Regions from separate parts of the Mus musculus genome. Here region 1 is linked to region 2. The links are chromatin contacts, called in public Hi-C maps. All regions are on one chromosome and are shown on one strand. The core of a region is the stretch at or near the end of the contact, and the rest is flanking DNA. Distances in the headings are between cores, read along the strand shown. Region 1 overlaps Tmprss2 (transmembrane protease, serine 2). Region 2 overlaps Dscam (DS cell adhesion molecule).

The links. Hi-C and Micro-C count contacts between places; a contact is called where the count stands out from the background.
Region 1: a contact with region 2 is called in a Hi-C map of the N1E-115 cell line, with 5 times the contacts expected there. The contact joins two enhancer-like sites.

Annotation. Positions count from the first base shown.
Region 1 is chr16:97,599,887-97,604,845 of GRCm38.p6, forward strand. The region is part of intron 1 of Tmprss2 (transmembrane protease, serine 2); the gene reads right to left. Among named protein-coding and RNA genes, the nearest start is that of Tmprss2, 8.8 kb to the right of the region's middle. Within about 2 kb of position 2,640, at least 18 of the 459 cell types and tissues checked have an H3K27ac peak or open chromatin away from gene starts, as enhancers often do. A contact at or near this core is called in the N1E-115 cell line, where this site is marked.
Region 2 is chr16:96,669,009-96,673,541 of GRCm38.p6, forward strand. The region is part of intron 20 of Dscam (DS cell adhesion molecule); the gene reads right to left. Among named protein-coding and RNA genes, the nearest start is that of Gm32509, 48 kb to the right of the region's middle. Within about 2 kb of position 2,798, at least 2 of the 459 cell types and tissues checked have an H3K27ac peak or open chromatin away from gene starts, as enhancers often do. A contact at or near this core is called in the N1E-115 cell line, where this site is marked.

The DNA.
Region 1 (4,959 bases), core at 1,390-3,889, 930 kb after region 2:
AAGTGGATATCACAGTTGACACATTTAAGATGAAGTTCATTGCAAATGTACACAGAAGGGGGTTTTCAGAGAATGAACAGCAGAGGAGCAACTGACAGGGTCAGACCCGGCCTCCTTACAGGTGTGTCCATGCAGACAACTGCATGGAACTGGTGGCCTACAATTGAATACCAGAAACAGGCTGCATTTGACTCTTCTACATAAGCCTCACAGGATTACCCAAGCTTTAGTAAATAATGTGTCCTTATGACTCATTGTTATGGTTCGAATGTGAAACAGCACCCCAGATAGTTTGGGGTGCTTGGGAAAAGCATAGAGCCTTTTGGACATCGATCTGCAGGCCAGCTTTACTCCCTGGCTCTGCTTCTGGATAGAGGCACTGCTTCCTGATGTAGTAGGATGTCAGCAAGCCACTTCATACTCCCACTGCTGCAGAAAAGAGCTGGTCCTGGTAGACCAACTCGACGATTTGTAGTTATGAAAAGAAGTCCTTGGATCATTGCATATGTAGCCATGTGTGAAATGCCAGCAACAACCAGAGATGCCATCAGCATAAAGTTCCTTACTTTAAGTGAGCCATCTTTCCAGCACTGTCCTCCACTGACAGCCTCACTAAGCTTCTCAATCTCTGTGCACTCCCACGTGACATCTAGCTTAATGAAACCTTGATAAATCAGTTTGCTAAGAATCTCAACTTTCAATACCTGAGCAGATTCTCAGTCCTCTACCATCCTCAAAGGATACTTGGTAAGCCTGGCCTGCCTTCAAGTCAGGCTAGTCAGATCCCTCTCACCCATCTCGTTTCTTAATGATTTTCTATTTGCAGACATTCTGCTCTATGATTGTAATTTCCCATTCTCTCTTGCTCCATTGAGAATCCAAGCAGTTTCTTCACCACTGGCTCCTTGCCTGGTCCATCCATCTGCTGAGATGTTCCTGAAGCCATTAGTCCTCACCTTGCTTTACTGGGGGTTGTTGCATTATTTTTTTCATTGATATCCTCTCTATAGGGCTTTGCTTCACTCCTCCATGCTGGACTTGAAACGAACCAAGAACATTCTAAGACACCATTCTGGGGAGTCATCTATTCACCAGATAATATGCCCAGGAGGGCTGGAAGGAGTCCAGAAGCCAGGATAAGCGCCCTTCATTTATAAGAATCAGGTACTCTAGTGATGAGGAGATGATCAGTGGGCAAAGTGCTTGTTACACAAGCATGGCAACCTGAATTTGAATCCCAGATCCCCTTAAAAGTTTAGACATGGAAGTGCCCAACTGTAATCCTAGTGCTAGGGAGGCAGAGCCAGGGGGATCCCTAACACATGAATGGATAATCTTCACCATTCAGTAAACTCCTGGCTCAGTAAAATACCCTATCTCAAAATTAAAGTGGAAAGAGATTGAGGAGACACCGAGCATCCACCTCTAGGTCTCCATACATGTACACATGTGTATGGACAGCTATACACACATGAACATATACACATGCATACACTACACCACAGATGCACATAGAAGCCTGACACTTGGGTACACAGAAAGCAGTAGGCAGCACTACATAGCTAGAAGCTATGACACACTAGGCTTTAGGTGGGACTTGGATCCTAAGCTAGATTTAATCTCTCACTAGCTGTGACCTGGAAAGGACCCGTGTCTGAGTTCTCTATCAAGACAGAAAAGAGACGCGGCCTTTTATACTACTCTCAGGAGCACTGAGTAATGTTAGCAATAACATGATTGGTGTTGGCACACAGTGTTACCTTAGTAAGAGTTAAATAAAACTAATTTTACCTGGGGACATATCTTGGAGATGGAGTACCTGCCAATCACACAGGGGGCCATGAGTATGATCCCCAACACCACCAAAAAAGCAACTCTAAAGACTTCTGGTATCTCCTTCAACACTTGCAGATTGGTACTGCAATTCTTCCAAGCTAATGGGAAGTTCACCTGCTCTCAAAGCTCAGTGTCTCTGAAGGGAGCAGAAGAGGCCACCTGCTCATCTCCTAAGCAAAGCTAGGATCATTAAACACAAGAAGCCCCCCAAACCAACAACCTGCAATGAAGAAAGATGATTATAGCTTTGTACATTGAACAGATCTCAGTAAAAATGCACCAAGTCTTTCATTTCTTAGGTTGTAGATCACACAAATAGAAGAACCAAGTCATGCTGAGAGATTCTAGGTTTTTCTAATATTAAAGTCAACAGCTTTGTGGGTATGAGAATGAAACTGAGTACCATACAGTGAGAGGGATCGCCATTTAAAATGTATGGGAAACACCCAAACCTCTTAAAATGATGCAATTGCCACCCACTGGTGTGTCTTCTCTATGACCACTTTGCAAATAATAGAATCTAAGCCTGGACATCTACCTGGTGAGTGCATCCTAACTTCCTCCCATAAGCAGAGCCAGCCAGACACTGTCTAGTGTCCTTCCAGAAGAGCCCAGCTGCAGTGGCTTTCACTCCTGTGAGTTCTTTCTAGCTTGTTGATCTGGCTCACCAATTACAGGCTTGGTTGAAGTTTCAGGAAATGAAAATCTGATCCACTGGCAGTCTTCCCAGCTTGGAGCCCTCTGAAAGGAGCCATGACTAGGTGCTTGAAATTCATGCAAGGAGGAAGCCAGGACCATAGCCGTGAATTGTCAAGGGAAAGCCATCAGAAGCAGAAGCCAGCAGAGACTCTTAATCTTGTCCAGGGATCCCATGACTCACAAAACAGAAGCCAGAAATAAAAGGAGGGCCCAGTCCAGCTACCATGAACTTGGGAAGAGAAGGGGAGGCAGCCTAAACTCCCCCACCCCTGCAAGAGAAAGAAAGAAAGAAAGAAAGAAAGAAAGAAAGAAAGAAAGAAAGAAAGAAAGAAAGAAAGAAAGAAAGAGGGAGGGAGGGAGGGAGGGAGGGAGGGAGGGAGGGAGGGAGGGAGGGAGGGACGGAGGGAGGGAGGGAGGGAGGGAGGGAGGGAGGGAGGGAGGGAGGGACGGAGGGAGGGACGGAGGGAGGGAGAGAGAGAGAGAGAGAGAGAAAGAGAGAGAGAGAGAGAGAGAGAGAGAGAGAGAAAGAAAGAAAGAAAGAAAGAAAGAAAGAAAGAAAGAAAGAAAGAAAGAAAGAAAGAAAGAAAGAAAGATGCCCACACTAGGTAGGATCAGGAAAGGTGTCAAAAAGAGCAAGGGAGTCACATTCTATCCTGGTCATCTTCTAAACAGAAACAGGGATTTTCCATAGTCACATGCAGCTCTGACTCCTACATGTTGACTTTTTTCTTCTTCTTCTTCTTCTTCTTTCTTTTTTATTAGGTATTTTCCTCATTTACATTTCCAATACTATCCCAAAAGTCCCCCCATACCCTCCCCCCCCAACCCCCCTACCCACCCACTCCCATTTTTGGCCCTGGCGTTCCCCAGTACTGGGGCATATAAAGTTTGCAAGTCCAATGGGCCTCTCTTCCCATGTTGACTTCTGAAAGGGGCAAGACATAACCAGACAAGAGAGCTACCCTGTCACTTAAAGAAACCTGATACTTACCTTTGACACTGGGAAGCCAGACATAAGGAAGCACTTTGGGTAACTGTCCTTTAAAGGTCAAGAAAACAAATGAGGACGAGCTTCCTAAGGGCCCCTGGACAGCAGCCTCACCCACTCCATCTCAGAGGAACACAGCACCCTGGTGCTGTCTAGTACGAGTTCATGAATCACCTGTCCAGCTGTCACACAATGAGACAACACTGGGGAGTCTAGTTCCATCACATGATGTGAAAAAAAAAAAAAAAAAACTTTTCCAAACAAAAATGGCCCTGTAGTCCTTTCCTCTGAAAACGATGACAAGTTCATTGATACTTTCCTTGAAGAGTGTGGGATAACCCCAATAACTGAAGTCCACCAATGTCAAATACCACCTCACATGTGCTGGCTCCTTCATGAGACCCCCAGAGTGCCAGGTACTGTTGCTAGAAGTGGGAGGGGACACCCCCCCGAATCTTTCTCCAACTCTGTCACCACACTGCCACCATCACCAGACACTGTGTAGCCAATAAACACACAGAAGAGAACCATGACCCAAGTCATGTTATAAGATACTCTCCCTTCTTAGGGGCACAGTGCACTGTTAGGAGAAAGCTAATCAATAGTAGTATAGGGTGGAGGTATGAGACGTTCAGCATAGACAAGTATTGGACATGGGGATACTTCCTTACCAAGAAGTTATTTAAAGAGAGACACTTGTACTATCAGACTATCGAAACAGTGAACCTGGAAGAATTAAGAGCTCCTCGAGGGCAGGCATAGTGGTGCATAATTGTTAGTCAGGGCTCTCTAGAGTCACAGAATTTGTGGAATATCTCTATATATTAAGGGAAAATATTGGAATGACTTATAGTCTGCAGTCCAACTAACCCAACAATGTGCACCTATGAAAGGGTAGTCTAAGAGTATAGTCATTGCTCAGTCGCACAAGGCTAGGTGTTTCAGCTGGTTTTCTATATAAGCTGGAATCCTAAAAAAGTAGGATCCAATAGATGTGCTGGCAAGTAAGTGCAAGCAGGCAAAAGAAGAATGAAGCCTTCCACTTTCCATTGCCCTTATGTAGGCCTCCAGTCGAAGGTATGGCCCAGATTAAAAGTATGTACCACCATGCCTGAATTTGGAACTTGCTCTGTCCCAGGCTGGCCTTGAAGTCAGAGATCTGCTTGCCTCTGTCTACTGGGATGAAAGGCATGTACTACCTTGCCTGGGCCTCAAAAGCATGTGTCATCCCATGTTAAGATCCAGGTCAGAAGCCTGTGCATCCAGCCTGAGGATCTGGATCCCAGGTGTGCCCTCCATTTCTGGATTAGAGTTCATTCCAGATGTAGTCAGGTTAACAACCAGGAGTAGCCAACACAATGACTTCAGTCTGCTCTTTGTTATGACTTGTCGCTTTAGCTGATACCAGAAGATGGGTGGCTGGGCCTGGCTTGTGG
Region 2 (4,533 bases), core at 1,548-4,047:
TGTGTATGTGTGTATGTGTGTGTGTGTGTGTGTGTGTGTGTGTGTATGTGTGTGTGCGCACGCGCGTGTGTGTATGTGTGTAAAGTCTGGGTATATGCACATGGATGTGTATGAATGGAACATGTTGTTTGTACAGGCCAGAGGTCAGCTTTTGGTGGTAGTCCTTGGGAGCTCTTTTATTTCTGTGAAACAGCCTGTTCTGAGGACTTAATGCTCAGCCTTTACACTAGACTGGTCAGCCCCTGGGATCTTCCTGTCTTTATCTCTCTGTAACCACCAATTCTGTGATTACAGATACATACCACCACCCAGCTTTTTATGTGAGTATTGGGGATCAAACCTCAGACCCCCTAATTGCTTTACCAACTTAAGTTTTCCCCAGATCCACATCTGTTCTTGTTCCTGATTTTCCAGGAAACAGTGTCTTTTATTTCCCAAGAATCTGGCTCTGGCGTGTGTTTGAGGAGACAGCCCTCACCTGTGCTCCTGCACACTGCAGTGTGCTGTAAATGGTGCTGGATTGTCCTTGGCTACACATCACAGAACCGATCCCTGCCCTGGCACCTTCTGCCTTCCTTGGGAGTTCTGTGAACATGCTCTGAAGTTACATCAGATAAGGCCCTTCTCAGTGGGTAAGACTCTAAGTGATATCTGGCCAGTGATTTCTGGAGAACCATTTAATCCCCCTCATCAATTTTTCTGTAATTTGTTTCTTCTGTTATAAGTCCTGCCTGGGTATTTTCTCGAGTGAATGGAGCATAGAGCTAAGTTGATACCAACTCACAGTGTCCCTGAGCATGAGAGAGGAAAGCCATTTGCTGGCACAGGCTGCTAATGCACAGCCTGGCTGCACGCAGCGTATTTCAGCTTCTGCTGAGGCATGAGTCCAGAGCCTGGCTCAGTGCGTGGTGTAGGGTGGTGTTCTATTCCTTCCTGCATTTGTTAAACAGAGGAATCAGCCAATCTGATAAGGATCGGTAGAGAAGTAATCAAACCTAAGTCTGGATTCTAGTTGGAAGATAAGAGTGTGGTTAGAATATTAACAACCCCAGGAAACAGGAATGGTGGGGCAATGAGGTTGAGCTGGGTCTGCCATATTGGAAGTGGCATACAGGTGGCCTCTTGCTCAGGATGTTAGTATTTAGAAAACCAGTGCTATACAAGATGGAACTCACGGCTGGAGGTGCCAAGATCCTGTGGCTAGATATGTCATATGCCCTAGGGAAGTACCTACCTACTGCTCTTGTTCTGATAAATAAGCATAGTATTATACTGATTCCTAATAACTTATTGTGGTACTTGTAGATTAGCAAATCTCTCAACCTTCCTCAGAGGAATGTCTCCTTGCAGTAAATGTTGATTAACACAGAGACCCACAAACTGGATGTTGTGTAGAGAATGAGATACTGCAAAATGCCCAGCCATAAATGGGATATCTATGCTACACTCAGTCTTCCCAAGGCTGGATCATTATGGAAAGGAAAGCAGAAAGACTTTAACAGGCAGGGGTAGTAGATAATTGTAATGAAACCACGTTTTCTTGACGTGACCTGACATTTGTTCATACGAATTTGCAGCATTTGGGACAGCATGCAACTTAAACCAGACAACATCCTAGCACAAAGTCCCATCTGCATCTGAGGAGCTAGTGACAATAGGTAATAGCTGCTGGGAAAAGGAGAGACATTTTTTGTTAAAGGCGTGGTCCCTGGTAGGTAGATCACACTCTAGGGGCTGGGCCCACACCCAGGAGTATCTGAGCACAAATTGGACTCAATGGATTTTTTAAAAAGAGGTCAGGAAGTTGAGTGGGCAGGGAGGAAGTGAATAGATCTGGAAGGAGTTAGGTTGGGGAGCAAATATGATCAAAATACATTATGCACAATTCTCAGGGAATTAATATAATAATTAATACAATAATTCTTTAAATAGTTGTCAGGGTTATATATAAAAATGTGGACTTAGCTTCAGGAAATAGTACCTCCTGCCTACTTGGTGCCCTTGGAGGCCAGAAGAAGACATCAGATCCTCTGAAATTTGAGTCACAGGTGTTTGTGGGCTGTTACTCGGGTGCTAAGAGTCGAACCTGAGACCTCTGCAGGAGAAGCAAGTGCTCTTAACCAGGGAGCCACTACTCTAGCCCCTAATATAAGACTTTTAAAAGTTATCACAATTCTCTGGGTTTTTATTGTTCATAATAGTGTTGAGTTATTGTTATTGTTGTTTGTTTGTTTGTTGTTGTTGTCGTCTAGCTGGTATCCTGAGGTTCTGATTACATGAACTTGGGGGCTGTGTTGTCATTCTCTCTGGTTGGAAAGCTGGTGTCTCAGTGCATTTCCTGGACTTTTTGAGGTGGATGAATGTTTTATTAGATCTGCTTTTAAACAGCCGAAGAACAAATCTGGTTAATTTACAGCTAATGCGACATGTCTGGCTACATCCAAGGTCTTTAGTGATGTTGTCTTTCGCAGATCTGAACTGGGAGAATAAAGTGATAAAGTGATATAGCTGCCTATTGTTAAATAGGTGTTATGTGTACTGGAGAACAAACACCTCTTTTTAAGGAGGTCTTAGTAAGAACAGTTGTGCTAGGGAACTTGGGGGGCAGGGGACACATTGCCGAGGAGCTACGCCAAGGGACTCATAAAAGAAGATCAAATTAGAGGGCACACCATGTCCTGATTTATCTTCCCATGTTCTACATTCAACTATGAAATCATTTCAAGGGGTGGGGGCATGAAAACACCAGACTGAGGCACAAGAAAAATGACCAGAACTTGTGCTGCCCTCTGCTGTCCATTAATACACATAGCAGAAATGTTCCTGTCTCAAAAAGAAAATGAACACTCCGGCATCCACAGTGCTGGAAGCTGCTAAGAATGCTCCTGGAGGAGAAAAGAATCATAACTCTCACCCGGTTATATACTCTGTGAGCTACAATAGCAATCTGCCTGCGAGGTATGCCCACTGAGGTAATAGTGGAACAAATATCACCGAATTAACAAACCACTCATTGAGATGGAACCCACACCTGATACTGTTAATGAGGCCGATAACATGCGATTAGATATGTCATGGTCCTGGAAAAACCAACTACTTTTCTGCAAAATCAACACAGCAATGAAACCACTCCTGATGACATATTTTATACCCACAGGTCACTGCAATGTTCAACCTCCCTCAGGTTAAACATCCTGATGATGCGTTTTGCATGCATGCATGCCTGTGCACCACCTGTCTACTTGGTGCCCTTGGAGGCCAGAAGAGGACAGCAGATCCTCTGGAACTTGAGTCACAGGGTATTTGGGCTGCTATGTGGATGCTAAGATTCGAACCTGAGACTTCTGCAAGAGAAGCAAGTCGAACATTACCCAGCTAAATAATAATCAACACAGAGATTCACAACTGGACAGTGTGCAGAGAGTGCTCCACTTTGGAGCCCTCTGCCCTAAGTGGACTGTCTTTATCAAATTCCTTCCTTCAGGGCTCAGAGATCTTTGTGGGACAGGAAGAAGAACGACTGTAAGAGCCAGAGGGGTAGACAACTCTAAGAAAACAGTGTTCCAGACACAACAAGTCCGATGCACATATGAACTCAGAGATAGTGGCAGCACAAATAAGGCCTGATGCACAGGTTGAAGTCATTTTCCCTCCCCAAGTTGCTTTTGCTCACAGTATATATCAATAGAAACCCTACACAGTAGCACATGTACTCAGCCAGACTGGATGCCCACTAAGTTTCAAAGATATGGCTATTTCTGCCTCTCCAGAGCTGGGATTATTTGTGTGTGTGTGTGTGTGTGTGTGTGTGTGTGTGTGTGTTGGGGACCAAATCTCACCCCCCCCCCCCGCTTGCACAAAAACACAGCTGAACCACTTCCATAGCCTTCTACATGTTTTTAAGTTTTATGCCAGGAACAGGAGATAGATACAAAGACGGATTAGGCACGATTCCTTCATTTTGACAGTGCCTTAAAATCTTTGTGAAAACATTGTAAATCCAAATCGTTCTTTTTATATTTTCCTTTCTCCAAAATTCCCTCTTTTTCTGATATGCCTTGTTATCTGCCCATGGAAAGTTTAAGTTGATAGTTATTATCCAGCATCATAAACAGTAATGATAATAAATAGCCCAGTTTTAAATGGTGTGTATTCTGACCTCGGCGCCTTTACTAGGCTGAGTCCGCTATTGTAGAGGGCACAGATCCCCACTGCCTTGCGCAGCAGGGGTAGCGCTATAGTACTTTCTCAGTGTGGGTTAGGGCAGAGAAGGAGGGTGGGCTGGAGCATGTGGGGGAGAAGGAGGGAGGAAAGGAGGACATTTAATGCGGAGCCTAGCAGTGCAATCAATAGGTGCTGTCCACTGACTATCAATTAAGGCACAATTACGGCCTGTGCACTCGGAGTTTGATTAAGCCGCTGGCAGTGCCTGGGAAGCTGCCAGATAAACAAGGGCTCTAGGCGAGTGCCCGCGCCCCGCGTAATAAAGCAGGAGTCTTCTGGAGGGAGGTGCAAATGAGGACTTTGCTCTGC